Regions from separate parts of the Mus musculus genome. Here region 2 is linked to region 1. A link is a contact called in public promoter capture Hi-C data. All regions are on one chromosome and are shown on one strand. The core of a region is the stretch at or near the end of the contact, and the rest is flanking DNA. Distances in the headings are between cores, read along the strand shown. Region 1 holds the start of Ccr7 (chemokine (C-C motif) receptor 7). Region 2 holds the start of Krt222 (keratin 222).

Region 1 (7,143 bases), core at 3,982-6,481:
GCAGACATCTTATGCCCCCCACCCCAGACCTCTACCCCACATACTCCCGTCTCACCCCTGGGGACCCTTGATCCGCCTTCTTTGCTATTGGCACCCCTCTCCAGCCCTTGAATCCCAGTTCTTCAGATCTACAGGAAGAGTCAGACCCTATGGGTCTTGCAGTCCAGAGTAGGACTTTGCTCCCCAATCTGAGTCTGGGGGACCTCTTGAGGCCAGGGAAACAGTTCAAACGCAGATGTTGTTTGTCCTTGGCCATAGCACCACCTGCTGGAGACTAGGCTACATGACACCCAGGGTACCTGACATGTACTCCAGGCTGAGGAGGCTACGCTTGGTCACTCAGTACAGGCAGGAAGGGCATCAGGGTGACCCGGACAAACGTTTTTCCCCTCTACATTCTCCTCCATGCTATGTAAGCACGTCTTACTGAAGCTAACTCTGCCCTCTATTCCTATCTTGCCTCCCTCCTAAATCCCTAACCATAAGTCGAAATCCTAGCTGTAGAGATAGAGAGACGCTTAGGCTTAGCGTGGGGCCCATGCCTCACCAGCTCCATCTTTTTCTGGGGACAGACAGCCACTGTCCCCTTATCATCAGCTTGTACTAGAACGTTTGGAGACAGGAAGGGGAACATCACCACGTGGCTTCACAGCTCATCTCTCTCACACATTCCCCCCCCCAACTGAATTACCCCTGGCACCCCACCCCCACCCCACGAGCTTGAGGTCACATGCCCATTCTCAACTATAGGATTTTCAGGGTCTGATGCACAGCCCGCCCTTCCCTGACTCATTTCGGGGTTCAGCGTTCGAGGTTTCTTTCAACCCATCAACGGCTTTCGGTTACTGTAGAGAAAGCCCAATCTGACTGTCAGGGACGTGGAGAAACCCCTAAGGAACAAGAACTGTTTCTGTTTTACTCTGGGTTCTGTCCCGGTTCTTTTGTAGCCACAAACCCGGAGGGGCTCTGGGGTGTGTGAACAAAATTGATGTCTCATTCCAGGGATACTGGATATGAGGTTGGGGGTGGGGGTTGGGTGGGTGAGTCGGGGTCCTGTAGATCCAGGACAGGCCATGTTCAAGGCAGTTAACAGGAGAATTTGGGGGAATTTGAACGTGTGGTGACAGAGGGACCTGGTCAGTGTTGGTGAGTCAGATGACTCAATAGTCAGAAAGCAACTGCTCTTGAGCTACGGGCAGTTGGGAATGCCAGTGTGGGGGAGCTGTTGATTGAGGTGTTCGGTGTTTCCTGAGTTCTTGGGTTTGCAGAATGATTAAGGTGAAAGGAAAACTCCCTAGCACTCTAGCCCGACACCATCCCAACTCCCCTGCCCTGCCCTGCCTCAGCCTGACACTCAATTCCCTCCCCCGCCCCCAGCTCCCAGCCTGGGAAGCCAGTCGCCTCCTGCTCAGGTCCTAAAGCTCCCATCTGTACATTCCCCCAGTCCCTCCAGGCTGCCCAGGAAACCATGGCTGCTTATCATCTGGCCCGAGAGACACCTCAGGTGATGATTTTCTCTCTGGACCTTCTCAGCCGCTTGTAGGGGACATGAGAAAGGGCAGAGGCTGAAGCAGGGACCCAGCCCGCAGATGGGAGGCAGGGATGTGAGAGCTGGTGGGATCTTGTTATTAGGGCACCAACGCTGTCACTCAGTGATGCAATTGGCACCCACTGAGCTTTCAGTGAAGTGCGCTGTCCACGTGAGACAGGCGCTGCCATCCCCGTCCTCAATGGATACCCTGTGAGACCCCACGTGACAATCAGCCCCAACGGAAGAACTGTCAGCACAAGGCTTCCCTAAGGACACCCAGCCCCTGGCCATGGCCACCTCACTCCTAGCTCCTCTCCCTACATCTCTCCCCCCTCATAACATCTTGTAAGTTCCTTTTGTATTCTAGGAAACAGGCCCAGAGATGTTATGTCGTTCCTCTGGATTCACATAGCTATTAAACAATAGATCAGAGATGGGAAAGGGGAACATCTAGCCTGGGTTCTAATGGCTGAGTCATGTGACATTACTGATGAGCCTTGGGTGTGGAGGGTCCTCCACAGATCAAGGCCACTCTTGCTCTCTCTACTGCTTCTGGCCACTCGTGTCTGTTGCTTCCACATCTCGATCTTCCACATCTTTTGATGTTGGTCCCTCCCCTGTCCTGATACAAGGATCTGTTGTCCCCTACTCCTTCCAAAACACACATTTCATCTATCTGCCCATCTATTTGGAAAAGGGTGGGGGACCTTTGCTGGCCCCCATTCTTTTTAGGGTGGTGTATGGATTCCCTGGTGCTGTCACACAGCGCTGTAAGGGCCACCCCAGTCTAGCTTGTTTCTTGGCACATCTATTTCCCTGACTCCCATCAGCTGACACCATTCCCCCTTCCTTGTTGCTCTATTGCCTTCACCAGAGCTGACTGACTATGAGCTCAAGGTGTGTGCTCATATATGTATGGGTGTGCACACATACAGAGGTCAGAGGCTGACATCAGTGTCTCTCATGGAACCTGGAGTTTGCCAATTCTGAAGACTGGTTGGCCAGCAAGTCTTATTATTCCTGCCTCCCTAAGCAGGCTTAGGTATTACGTGTGTACCTTGCTACAGCCAGCTTTTAAACTCTGAGGCTACAAGCTCAGGTTCCTCAGGCTTGTGTGCCAGTCACGTTCCTGACACTCGGATGCCTCATTTACTTTGTTGGCTTAAGGCTGTAGAGTCTGAAGATCTGGCTACAACCTGGCCCTTCTTTATTAGGTTTGACAACTTCTACACACCCTTCAAAATACAATTGCCATGCTTTCTGGACACGTGTTCACAGCCTTGCTTTTTGCTTTTGAATCTTGTCCTTATGCCCCCTCAGGAGTGCTGTGTCTCTCACTGTTGGTGTTGCGTGTTGACATACATGTTACGTTCCCCACCAGACTCTGTATTCAAGAAGTTCTCAATGAGTGACACATGACTGGAAGACAATACCACACAGAGGAGCGTTTTTTCCTAGCTACTCTGGGCTCCAGTGTTCTCCACAGCCAGGTTTCTGGAGGGCCACAAGAGAATGACCCTGAATTCTCTTCTACTGCCATCTACAGCTGAGCTGTGAGACACAAGTCTCTTATGGGTTCATTTGTCACCCCCTCCCCTTCTCTGATTTTGAGATGTTGTGCTGAGATCTGTGGTCCCATGTCTTGAAGTTAGGAAGGGTATATCAGGGCTGCTCATTCAAATCATGAAAGAGGCCAGCTCAGCCCTGGTTTGTAGTTTCTCATTTTGTATAACAGAAACCTAGGCCTTCTCACCCACCTCCTGTCCCTACTAGGTAGACAAAGAGTGAAAAACAGATAGTTTGTGGCCCACCCGCCCTTCCAACGGCGCCGGAGCCTGTTTTGAGCAAAACTTCTTAAGCAGTTTCCCCTCACACCAGCATTTCAGAGTTAGCTATTAGGGTGCTTCTTAAGTTGAGTAAAAAAGCAAGACTATCTCTTCTTCCAGGACCAGAGTTTGCCCCACCCCCTGTATCAAAGCCATGCATTTAGCATCCCCAAACCTAGTTCAGGAGAGACTCTATAGTGTCCCAAGTGCCAAGGAAGGCAGGTGTCTGTCTCCTTTTTGTGTCAAAACATTTAGACCTTTAATGGGACCGACTAAGGTCAATTGGGATGGTAAAATTTACACCATGGAAATTGGCAAATGCTGTAAATTTAGAACCTTTCCCTATTCTGGGAGCCACATTTTAGGAAGGTGGAGAAGATCTTTGGTGGATGGTGTGGGTTCTCTGAGACTATGGCTGGTGGAGGTAGATACCTGAGGTGTAGGCTTAGAAAGCAGGCAGGTGGGAGGAGAAGCTGGAATAGATATTTGCTTTCTAAAATATACTTAGAGAGGCTGATTCTATCCATCCATCCATCCACACATCCATCCATCCATCCATCCATCCATCCATCCATCCATCCATCCATTCCTCCATCCCTCTCTCCCTCCCTCCCATCAACACTTTTTACTTACACCCAAAACATCTGAGAGGCAGAGGTGTAAGAACAAAATCCTGCTTCCCATGAGTTCATAGCCAGCAGAGGTGGACCCCACTATATACCTTCCACAGCTGGATCTAGATCTAGGGTGCAATGCACGCTGGGCAGGAGAGACAGATAAAGATGCTGCTGGCTGTGGTGTGGCTTGGAGGGGGTGTGAGGACAGCACCAGGGAACCTTCACTTTTTAAAGTCAACCCCTTGTGGCTTTGAGGCTGGTGAGCGGAACTCTAGGAACTTGGCCCCTCCAGCCCCAGCCGAGTCTGACTCTGCAGCCGAGATTTAAGATGTGTAACTGGGGTGTCTGGAGCTGGACTCCCCTTGGCACTTTGCTATAGTAGACACTGAGGCTTGCCTGGTAGAATAGCTTGTTATAGAGAGGGCTGTGGTGTGTGGGCTTTGTTTTAGGGGCTGTGCTGTGCTGGCTACAGTTTCTCTACGTGGAGTGCCCCCTGGGCCACTCAATTTTATGTTAGTCATTCACCCTTTAACCTGCAAGAGGCACAAAACCTGGGATGTGTAGGAGGGAGGAAGGGAGGGAGGAAGACAGACAGAGACAGACAGACAGATGACAGGCAGAGACAACAAGAGGCAGAGGTGGCAGCTAGTATTTGTATTGCACTATGCACAGCACAGTTTCCATCAGTTTCACTCTTCTCGTGAGCAAGGAGATTCAAATCCTGGTTTAACAGGACAGAAAGGAGGGACCCAGAGTGGGAGCAGGGTGTCCTGAACTCTCTAAAGAGAATTTTCTTAGTCCCCAGAGGTGCCAGAGAACATCACCCATCCCTACCAGCTGAGAACGTGTTCTATCCAGGCATCAAGGTCAGTCTACCAGGCTGTTCATTGCCTGCTGCTTGAGAGGACCCAACTTTATGCCTGTGTCTGTCTTGGCATCCACAGCTGTTCCTTCCCCTGGGTCTGAAAGAGCAGGTACATCCTCTCTCCAATGCCTCATCCAACGGGATGGCATTCTCTGAAAGCAGCCACCAGTTCACACCAACTGCCCTGATTGCTCTGGAAACTCCCCCCCCCCCCCATGACCCCTATCCCCCATGCATGTTCATTGCCCTAGAGTCTGGCTTTGTGTCAGAAGTTTTGACTTCTCTTAAGAGAAAGCTTACTTACCTGGGTCCATGGTGCTCTGGGGGCTGTAGAAATCACACAGGAAGGCTGTGCTTTTGGTTCTTGTCTCTCTCCAGCTAGCCCTCTCTGGCAGGGAGGAAGTGGTAAGAGCCCCTTTTAAGTTGTTCCAGAGCCCCTCCCACTCCTGTCCCACCCCTCAGAGTCTTCCTGGGCCACAAGGTATGTGATAACCACATTCGGCTGTCATAGGATCCTGAATCACTGAGTCGTTTGCCTTCAGAAAGCCCCTGGTAGTAGTGCCTTGTAGAGACTCAGGGAGGAGCTGCTTACATCTGTGAGTGCCAAGCACGCCTGGGTGGCTGCTGTGGGGTGAGATAGGCTGAGGCTCGGGAGTCAGAGGTGTACTTGCATCCTTCTCTTGGTTTTGAATAAAAGTCTCCCTTTCAGTATGAACTTGATCAGTGGCTATTGTCCCAGCAGCCGCCAGGCAGCCCCGACATACACCTGCGCAGCCAGGGTGAGGTCTGTTGAACGGTCCGGCCAGCAAGGCTTCAGTGACACAACCACGAAGTGAAAGTTTGAGTGTTTATTTTTAGTACTTAAGCTAAACATCACAGGACCTAGATGCTAGATATGAGGGTGCCTGGAGCCCCTCGGCTTTCTCTACTAACCGAGAGGACATCAAGTCTAAGTCATTATCCAAACTGGTTCCCCAAGAAGAGATTTTATTTATTTATTTATTTATTTATTTATTTATTTTATTTTATTTTATTTTATTTTATTTTATTTTATTTTTGTCAGTGCCATGATTGTCCTAGAACTTGTTCTGTGGACCTAGCTAGCCTCGAACCCATGGAGATCTACCTGCATCTGCCTCCCGAGTGCTGGTATTAAAGACATATGCCACCATGCCTGGCCTATTTTTATTTTACTTTTTTTATTCTTTGTGACCACACCCATTTTCCCCCACAGGGAAACTGATTGATATATTTATTGGCATTTTTAATTGTTGTGCCTGTGTGGTGTGTATGGTGTGTGTACACACGTGTATGTGTGCGATCGTATGCGTGAATGTGGGGATTTTATGCCATTGCACGTGTGAAGATCAGAGACAATGTCAGGTGTCAGCCTACTTCCATTCTGTTGCAGGTATCACGTCTTTATTGAGTGCCCCATTCTATACTAAGGTGAGCTGGCCTTCTGGGTGCGTGGTCTCTTGTCTCTGCTTCCCATCTCCTTGGGGGACTGCTAGGATGACGAATGCTCATGCTACTGCCAAGCTGCTTATGAGGGTTCTGGGATTTGGACTCAGTTCCTCGTGTTTGTGGGGCAATTCTCTGTTAGCTACTAAGCCACCTCCCCAGTCCAAGGAGTGGGTTTAAAACAAGCATAGAGATCATGTGGGGACTGTGGGTGGCCATTGAGTTCTAGAGCAAATATCTAAATGTTCCATTTCCAGGAGAGACACCTGTAAATTTTTTTATCTCTAGCCACTGATTGTAGACAATTCAGTGAGCGACAGGACCCGACACAGAGCTCAGAATGACTTAGCCCTTCTTCTGTATTAACTAGTTAAAAACAGGGGGCTGGAGAGATGGCTCAGTGGGTAAGAGCACTGACTGCTCCTCCAGAGGTCCTGAGTTCAATCCCCAGCAACCACGCGTTGGCTCACAACCATCTGTAATGGGACCCGATGCCCTCTTCTGGTGTGTCTGAAGAGAGTGACAGTGTACTCATATACATAAGATAAATAAATAGTTAAAACAGTTGCCATGACAACATAACCCTTTAGGCACTCACTTGATACCCTTGCTCTGCTCTGCATACAGGGACTACATTTCCCGGACGACTTTCCCTCTAGCTTCTGGAGAGAATTGGCCATGAGGTTATACTGACAGGTAATGGAAGGTTGAAAGAAAGGAATTCATCTGTGTTTCCTTCCTTTCTTTTAAAAGACAACAGCTCTAGTTAGCTATAGTTCATATCTAAATTCACCTTTGAAAACGATTCATTGATTTTTATTTTATGTGTATGAGCATTTG
Region 2 (7,410 bases), core at 4,098-6,597, 89 kb after region 1:
CTTCTGAAGTCTCATTTGCAAGGCTTGCACCCGTTCTAGTCTACTTCCTTGCTACCCGTTTATTTATTTGGTTTTATGGCATAAGCAGTCAAAGCCAGGACCTTGAACAGGGTTGCCACTGAGTCTCACCTATAGCTCCACCTTCTTTGTTTGTTTGTTTGTTTTGTTTTAAAGATTATAATAATTGTGCTTCAGGTATTCAGGAGGACTTTTTCTTTTTGCTATTTGAATGATCATTTTTACATTTCTTTATTTGTGTATAAGTGTGTATGTGTTCATAAACACATGCCCCAGCACACATCTGGAAATCAGACGGCAGCTTTCAGGAATTGATTCTCTCATTCCACCACGTGGGTTTGGGAGATCAAACTCGGGGTATCGGGCTTTGTGGCAAGCCATGCTGGCCCCTCTTTGGCTGTTTGAGACAAGGTCTCATGGTGTAGCTAGCCCAGGTTGGCCCTGAACTTGGAATTATGGCTATGGGTAACCAGGCCTAATTCATTCTCTAGTTTAAGTTGACCTTGAACTAAAGGCAATCCTCCTCCTTCGGCCTCTCAAATGCTAGATTATAGACGTGAACCACCACACCTGACTTCCATCTTTTTTTTTTTTAAGGAAATTATATTTACATTATATTATAAATATATAATTATATTTAGTGACTGAGCAGTTATCTGTAATGACAACTATTCAGTAGACAGAGACAGGAGGATCCCCAGTTCAAGGCTTGATCGGGCAACTTTGTGAGATGATGTTTCATCAACATCAAGGAGTAGGGACTAAGGATGCAGCTTCGTAGTAAAGCACTTGTTTAACAAGCACAAGGCCCTGGTTTCAGTCTTCAGTACTGAATTTTTTTTTTTTAAACCATACATAACTAGATAGCTTTCTACATTTCAAAATAATTTTGTAGTTATTCTTTTGGCAAGAAAAAAAGAAGTCCTTTACACTGGGATTAACTTACTGTTATTCTGAATTATTTGATTTTTTAAAAAATATTGAAAACATAATGTCAAAGGTGAAATCAGGTTGCTAGGGGCCTATGCTTTGCCTTTCTGGATGAAGGTATTGCCGCTAAGTCTAACAGTCTGAGTTCAAGCCCCTGGTCCCACATGATAAAAGGAGAGAACTGGCTCACAAAAGTCCTCCTCTGACTTCCACATGTGCACACAGTAAACCAACCAACCAACCAACCAACCAACAAACCAACCAACCAACCAACCAACCAACCAACCAACAAACAAACATAATTTCAAAAAGGCATGCTAGAAAAGTATTAACTATTTTTCCATTAAAAATCTCAATGACATGAATGCAAGAAGCCAGTGGTTAGGAGACTATAGATAATAATAACAATACACAATCCAATTTCTCATAGCAACAGTCAGGAAGCCCCAGTCCCACAATCAAGTACAACCAAATTTCTCTCCATATAAGCTGAACCCTGAGTGAGCTGATTACAGCCAGTGGGTGGGAAAGAGCGAGGATTCGGGCTAACACTCAGTGGCCTCCATAGTTCTGCGCTCTCTCTCTCTCTCTCTCTCTCTCTCTCTCTCTCTCTCACCCCCCCCTTCTCTGTTGTACACACTGGGCAGGTGCCCTGCCAGCAAGCCACCTTCCCAAGTCGCCTCCTCTCTCTAATCTGCATAGGCTCTGGGGCGCAAGGAGCCAGTTGCCTTGAGCTCTTCCTTACCACAGCGTGGAGAGACTCGATTTCCACTTGCAGGTGGTGGCACTGCCGGCGGGCCTCCTTGAGTTCAGCCTGAGCTGCCTTCAGAGCTTCCCCATCCTTGTCCATTTTTTTGGTTATATCTTCCTCTAGCTGTAAGAAAGTCAATAATAACAACAGCGCACAAAAAAACCAAAGGGCACTCTTGAAAGGGAGGCGTTCAAAAGCAATCACAGAACAATTATATAGGAATCAAATCACCTTTTCTACTTCTATTAGATTACAAGTGTGCATTCTGAGCTGGAGAGATGGCTCAGTGGTTAAGAGCACTGACTGATCTTCCTAGAGGTCCTGAGTTCAAATCCCAGCAAGCACATGGTGGCTTACAAGTGTGTGTTCTGGTGTTTTGTTTATTAATTGATCAAATGCTCAAGCTAGTCAATCTTCTCTGCTATAAAATGATCTTAGAAGTTCCTTCTAACTATATCAGCCTATGAAATAAAGACAAAGAAAAAAAGCACATCTGTTTTAACGAAATTTTTTGAGACAAATTTGTGACCTCTGATCCTTTCCTTTTTTTGAATGTGTTAATAAGAAAGATCATTTGAAATTTAGTGATTATTTTCCACATGTTTTGTAGGCTGCTTCATAGAGGCAGATGCACATCAATTCTGGATGTATGGACTAGGAGCAGACACTGCTAAAAAACATGATTACTAGACTAGTGAACTGGAAACTTAAGTTGTCGTAGCCATCGGTGTTTGTTTGTTTGTTTGTTTTTTCTGGTTTCTTTTTCGAGACAGGGTTTCTCTGTGTAGCCCTGGCTGTCCTGGAACTCACTCTGTAGACCAGGCTGGCCTCGAACTCAGAAATCCGCCTGCCTCTGCCTCCCAAGTGCTGGGATTAAAGGCGTGGCCGCCACGCCCGGCTGTCGGTGTTCTTAAATGAAGTTCTGTGCTACAGAAACCCTTTTACTTTTTTCAAGATGATGTTTTTAAGAAGGAATCTTCAGTTTGGATATTTGGGATAATAAAAATGATTTTGTGTGTGTGTGTGTGTTTGTGTGTCCGTGAAGGTGTGTATGTGTGTGTCCATGCCGGTGTATTTTTGTGTGTAGTATAGCCTGTGTATATTACATGCTGGAGTCAGCCTCAGGTGTAGTTTCTCAGGAGCTTTGATTTTCTTTTTCATTTTTTTTTAGACATGGTCTCTCACTGGGACCCCGGCTGGCTGACTAGGCTAGAATGGCTGGCCAGTGAGCCCCAGGGATCTATGTGCCGGTCTCCGGATCTCACTGCTGGGATGGCTGGCCAGTGAGCCCCAGGGATCTATGTGCCGGTCTCCGGATCTCACTGCTGGGATCACAGTGTTCACCACCATGTTTCACTTTTACACATAGTCCTGCAGATCAGGATATAAAGACTTTTGTAAACAAGATAAGGCTACCGGGACCACTAGTTTTTTGAATTCTCGTTGGGGAGCTGGCAGATAAACTGTGTGTTAGATTCCTAAGATGGTCCCTAGTGAGCCACACCTCCCCCAAGTTCACATCCGTGATTCAAGGTTGAATCAGGCTGTCCTGAGTCTTGCTGTGACCAATTGGCTATGGTAGAGGTGACAGACGCTGTGCAGATTCTAGGCTAAGCCATAAGAAGCCTGTCAGCTTCCACGTCATGTTTTTGGGAGCCCTGGGTCATCATTTTAGAAACCTGGATACCTGGTTAGAGAGGTCATATAGGGAGGCTAGGTAGAGAGGGACCCGAGGCCACGTGGAGGGGGCAGGTAGCAGGCTCAAGGATCTCAGGCTAGCCTTCCAGTAAGCTCTTGCCAAGGTCCCAAACACATTAGCCAGTCACTTTGGTTATGCCAGTCAGTAGGGCACCACCCAGAGTCCCCATCCCCCAGCCTCCTCATCCTACTGAATTACAAGACAGGATGCGTTGGTCTAAATGTTAGGTTGTTGAGTTTTGGGAGGTGACTTACTATGCACTACTTGTTAGCCAAAGCAACTGTATGTTTATTTTCCGGATTTACTTGCATCGTTCTAGGGCTTGAACCCAGGGCTTTGCATATGTTACAATAATATAATAAACCGACTTTGTGAGTTACTTGGGAAAACACATTTCTCTCAAGAACTTTTATGTTACAAAACGTTTTGCTTTTTTTTTTTTTTTTTTAAATTCAAAGTCACTTCAAGCACTGGGACTTGTAAATTCAACTTATAAGTTTACTTTGCAAAATTTTTATTTGGTTTATGATTTTCAAAAGTTGTCCTCTCTTAATATTTTTCTCTATCACGTGGGAAGAGAACAAACTTCTCCTCCATCTAAGCCAAGAGCCCGGTGACCTTGTTTAATCCGTTGAACTGATCATTCTTTTTAAAAACCAAGACTATTACCCACAGGCAAAATTTATAATGATATTGCAATAAGTTACTAACGAAACAAAGTCCTGTGATTTTTTTTTTTAGCTATCATTTTTTTGTTGTTGTTTTGTTTTTGTTTTTTGGCCCTGTTCTTAAGTAAACTCTTTGCTGTGTCCAGGTGCTGGGAATACAATTTGAACCCGGGTATAAGAGGTAAGCTAATAAAACCGTCCTGAGTTTCTGAAACTTTGTTTCCCAAATATTTGCTTTTAAATTTATTTAAATTTGAGGCCTTAATTATTAAAGGCAGGTATTACTTTGAAACTGAGTAGACAGGATTTGAATTGAGCCTTGGTCTGAGTTGGCTCTGTTTCATTTATTTATTTTAAATATCTTGCAAGCTTTGTGTCGGAAGTAAACAGTTCTTCTACCCCCAAAGCAAAAATGGCTACTTTTAAGTGTAGAGTCTCTCACTACTCAGCTGGGGGGATTTTGATTGTCAGATCTGTATTCTTGGTTCTCAAAGCCACATTCACATGCTCAGTTGATTCTATTTATAACAGTCAGTATGAAACCAAGTGCTTGGGAAATATGATAGAAACCTTCTAGAAATATTTTTCTTGCTTTTTGTCTCCCCCCAGAGTGTGCAAGGCAAACAATCTTGACTATCAAGCTTGGAGTCTACAGATGTTATTTAAATTGCCTCTATAATTAACTCCATAATATCTTTGAAGAGTTGTTTGGAATGCTTCCTTCCTGAAAAAAAAAAAAAAAAAAAAAAAAAAAAAAAAAAAAAAAAACCCAAAGAGGTCAGAGAGCACCATTTTATTGCTTGTTGACTCCATGTTTTAGTAATGACGGTCACCTTACGATCTCTATAAAATCCCAATGCATCAATCAATATTTATTGAATGGTTATTCAACAGCACAGCCAAAGGGTTTTCTCCCTGCCTGCCACCCCAGACCCAGTGCAGGAACACCTACATCGCCTCCCCAGTAGATGCTGCGTGGAAAAGGAGATACTGTACCTCAGAGAGGCCGGGACAGGAATCGGGTAGACATGGACTGTCTCCTTATCCTGAAGGTGCCTGGCTGAATGAAATCATTACCTGGATCCGCGTCGACAACACCGTCTCTATCTGATTTCTGGTGAGGAGCTGTTCATAGTTTGCCCTGATCTCATTGAGGAGCTGGGACAGCTCCATTCTTTTCCCATCCTCCACCTTGGCTAACTGGACCTTAGCGATGGGATGAGCCGCTGCGGCAGAGCCTGCCCTGCCTGCGTCGCCAGAGCAGACAGCCCCGCAGAGCCTTAAAGAAGCAGAGATCCATTTCCCCCACCAGAAGCCGGGGGAAACTCCAGGGTTGCTAATTAATTATGCAAATGTTGAGAAACCCTTCCCGCCCATTGTTGTTGATACAGCAGAGACCTTCGGAGTCTCCAGGAAGAGAGGAAAATGACACCCACAGGGTCACTGCAAAGGTTTCCTATGCAAAGTGAATGCTTTGCCTGTGGGGGTGGGGTGCTCACAACCTTAAGCAAATTGTAGTTAGCCAGTCACAGTGGGCAGGCATATTATCTTAGCACTCAGGCAGAATGATCTTGAGTTCAAGGTCAGTCAGGACTTCGTAGTGAGACCCCTGATGGAGAACAAAACAACAGAAACAACGACACCCAAACAAACCACCTCCCAAACCCAAAATAAAACACGAAATTTATTTAGCTTTTCCAACATATTGCTTAGGAATTAAACTGGGGGGCTTTAGAAATGGCTCAGTGGTTAAGAGCACTGACTGCTCTTCCAGAGGTCCTGAGTTCAATTCCCAGCAACCACATGGTGGCTCACGACCATCTGTAATGGGATCAGATGCCCTCTTCTGGTGTATCTGGAGACAGCGACAGTGTACTCATATACATAAAATAAATAATTCTTTTAAAAAAATAATTATACTGGGCTCCAAATATGATAGTTTAAACTTTTCTTTATAGTATTTTAAAAAAAAATGTTTTGATTTTTTAACAAAATGCTAAAGGAGAGGGAAGGCAGAAGGAAACAAAGGGTTAAAGGAATACAGGTGACAAGAAGCAGGCAGGGACTGGTTCAGATGAGACAGGTAAGGTTGTGGGTGGTGGTGAAGGGCCATGGCGGAGGTGGATGCCTACAAACAGGACAATGTCCCATGGAAGGAAATGGTGAAATGGCTTCCCTGTGACTTTGTATGCTAACTTAAGAAAATTAATTTTAAAAACCCCGAATGCTACGGAAAGTCCTCTGAATGTGTTTGTACATGTCCAGCGTTCTGACAGCTACTCTACTCTCGAGTGAGGCAGATGACTGTCATGAGCCGTGGTTCTCAAACGGCCGGCCGTGGACGCCAGCCCAGGAGTAGAGTGTGAGGGATTGAGGTGGATTCCTGAAGTCACTCTTATTCCAGATGAGGCGAGGCTGGAGACGGGCACTGGAGCAGGGTGGGAGCCAGGAGTTAATTCTACCAGGCTTGTGAAATGGAGCCCTTCGGCCCCTGCAATGGGACCCCCACTGAGGGAGACTTTTGCTACTAGAGAGCAGGTAGAGAACACGTCACACTGAAGGGACTCACCCTCAGCTCTTCCAACAACGGTGTTCCACCCAATCTTTTCATTCTGGGACCTGTAAAGATGGAAGAACTGTGGTCAGAGGGGTCAAGTGTCCTACCCAAGGTGGTTCATTGAAATGACAGCATCACTGTCTTAGGGACTTTTGACTGTATGCTGAACGCTGTGCTTGCTTCTTCCTTCTCTTCTCCCGGGGATCTCCAGTCAAGATGGCAGCCTTGTTAGATGCGACTGAAATATTTTTGAGAATGGGCCTGTTGTTTACAGAGTGAATGAATGAATGAATGAATGAGATCTTGGTTCTAGAACCCAGAGGGCCTTTGATATGCTTTTAAAAAGTGTGTGTATGTGTGTGTGTGTGTGTGTGTGTGTGTGTGTGTGTGTGTGGTTTTACACGGGCACAGGTGTGGCGGTCAGAGAATAATTATCCGGAATCATCTCTCTTCTTCCATAATGCGACTCCAGGGATCGAACTCAGGCCGTCAGGCTTCTTGGCCAGTGTCTTTACCAGCTGACTCGTCTCGTGAGCCCACTTACTGCTCCTTTAAATTTCTGAGTTAACTTATGAGTGTAAGTTTTTAATTTATGCTTGTGTATACAGGTCTGTGTATGTGTCTGTGTGAGTGCATGGATACGTGTGTATCTGGATACCTGAGGGGATCAGAAGAGGGCACTGGATCCTTTGGAGCTGTAGTTATTGTGTGAGTGAGACGCACAAAACGGGTACTGGGACTCAAACTCTGCTCCTCATGACTAAGCTTTTAACCATTAGACCACCTC

Evidence for each region. Promoter capture Hi-C pulls out the DNA fragments that hold promoters and counts their contacts.
Region 2: a promoter capture Hi-C map of pre-B cells shows a contact between it and region 1. The contact joins the promoter of Krt222 here to the promoter of Ccr7 in region 1. A contact is called at or near these places in 15 of 39 promoter capture datasets (the 3T3-L1 cell line, 3T3-L1-derived adipocytes, the C10 cell line and 11 more), 2 of 15 datasets of contacts at CTCF or cohesin (CD8 T cells and large pre-B cells), 2 of 484 Hi-C or Micro-C datasets (forebrain and regulatory T cells), 9 of 115 datasets of contacts at active chromatin or transcription factors (the 230-238 cell line, CD8 T cells, the SCID.adh cell line and 4 more) and 4 of 9 other capture datasets (adipose tissue, embryonic stem cells, liver and 1 more).

What each region holds. Positions count from the first base shown.
Region 1 is chr11:99,149,846-99,156,988 of GRCm38.p6, forward strand. It overlaps Ccr7 (chemokine (C-C motif) receptor 7), which reads right to left and starts at 5,232. Exons shown (of 3, transcript NM_007719.2): 1 at 5,144-5,232. The coding sequence starts at 5,153.
Region 2 is chr11:99,238,800-99,246,209 of GRCm38.p6, forward strand. Krt222 (keratin 222) reads right to left here and starts at 5,348. Exons shown (of 6, transcript NM_172946.3): 1 at 5,144-5,348; 2 at 1,694-1,822. The coding sequence starts at 5,239. Gm32385 (a long non-coding RNA gene) reads left to right here and starts at 5,096. Exons shown (of 4, transcript XR_389025.3): 1 at 5,096-5,183.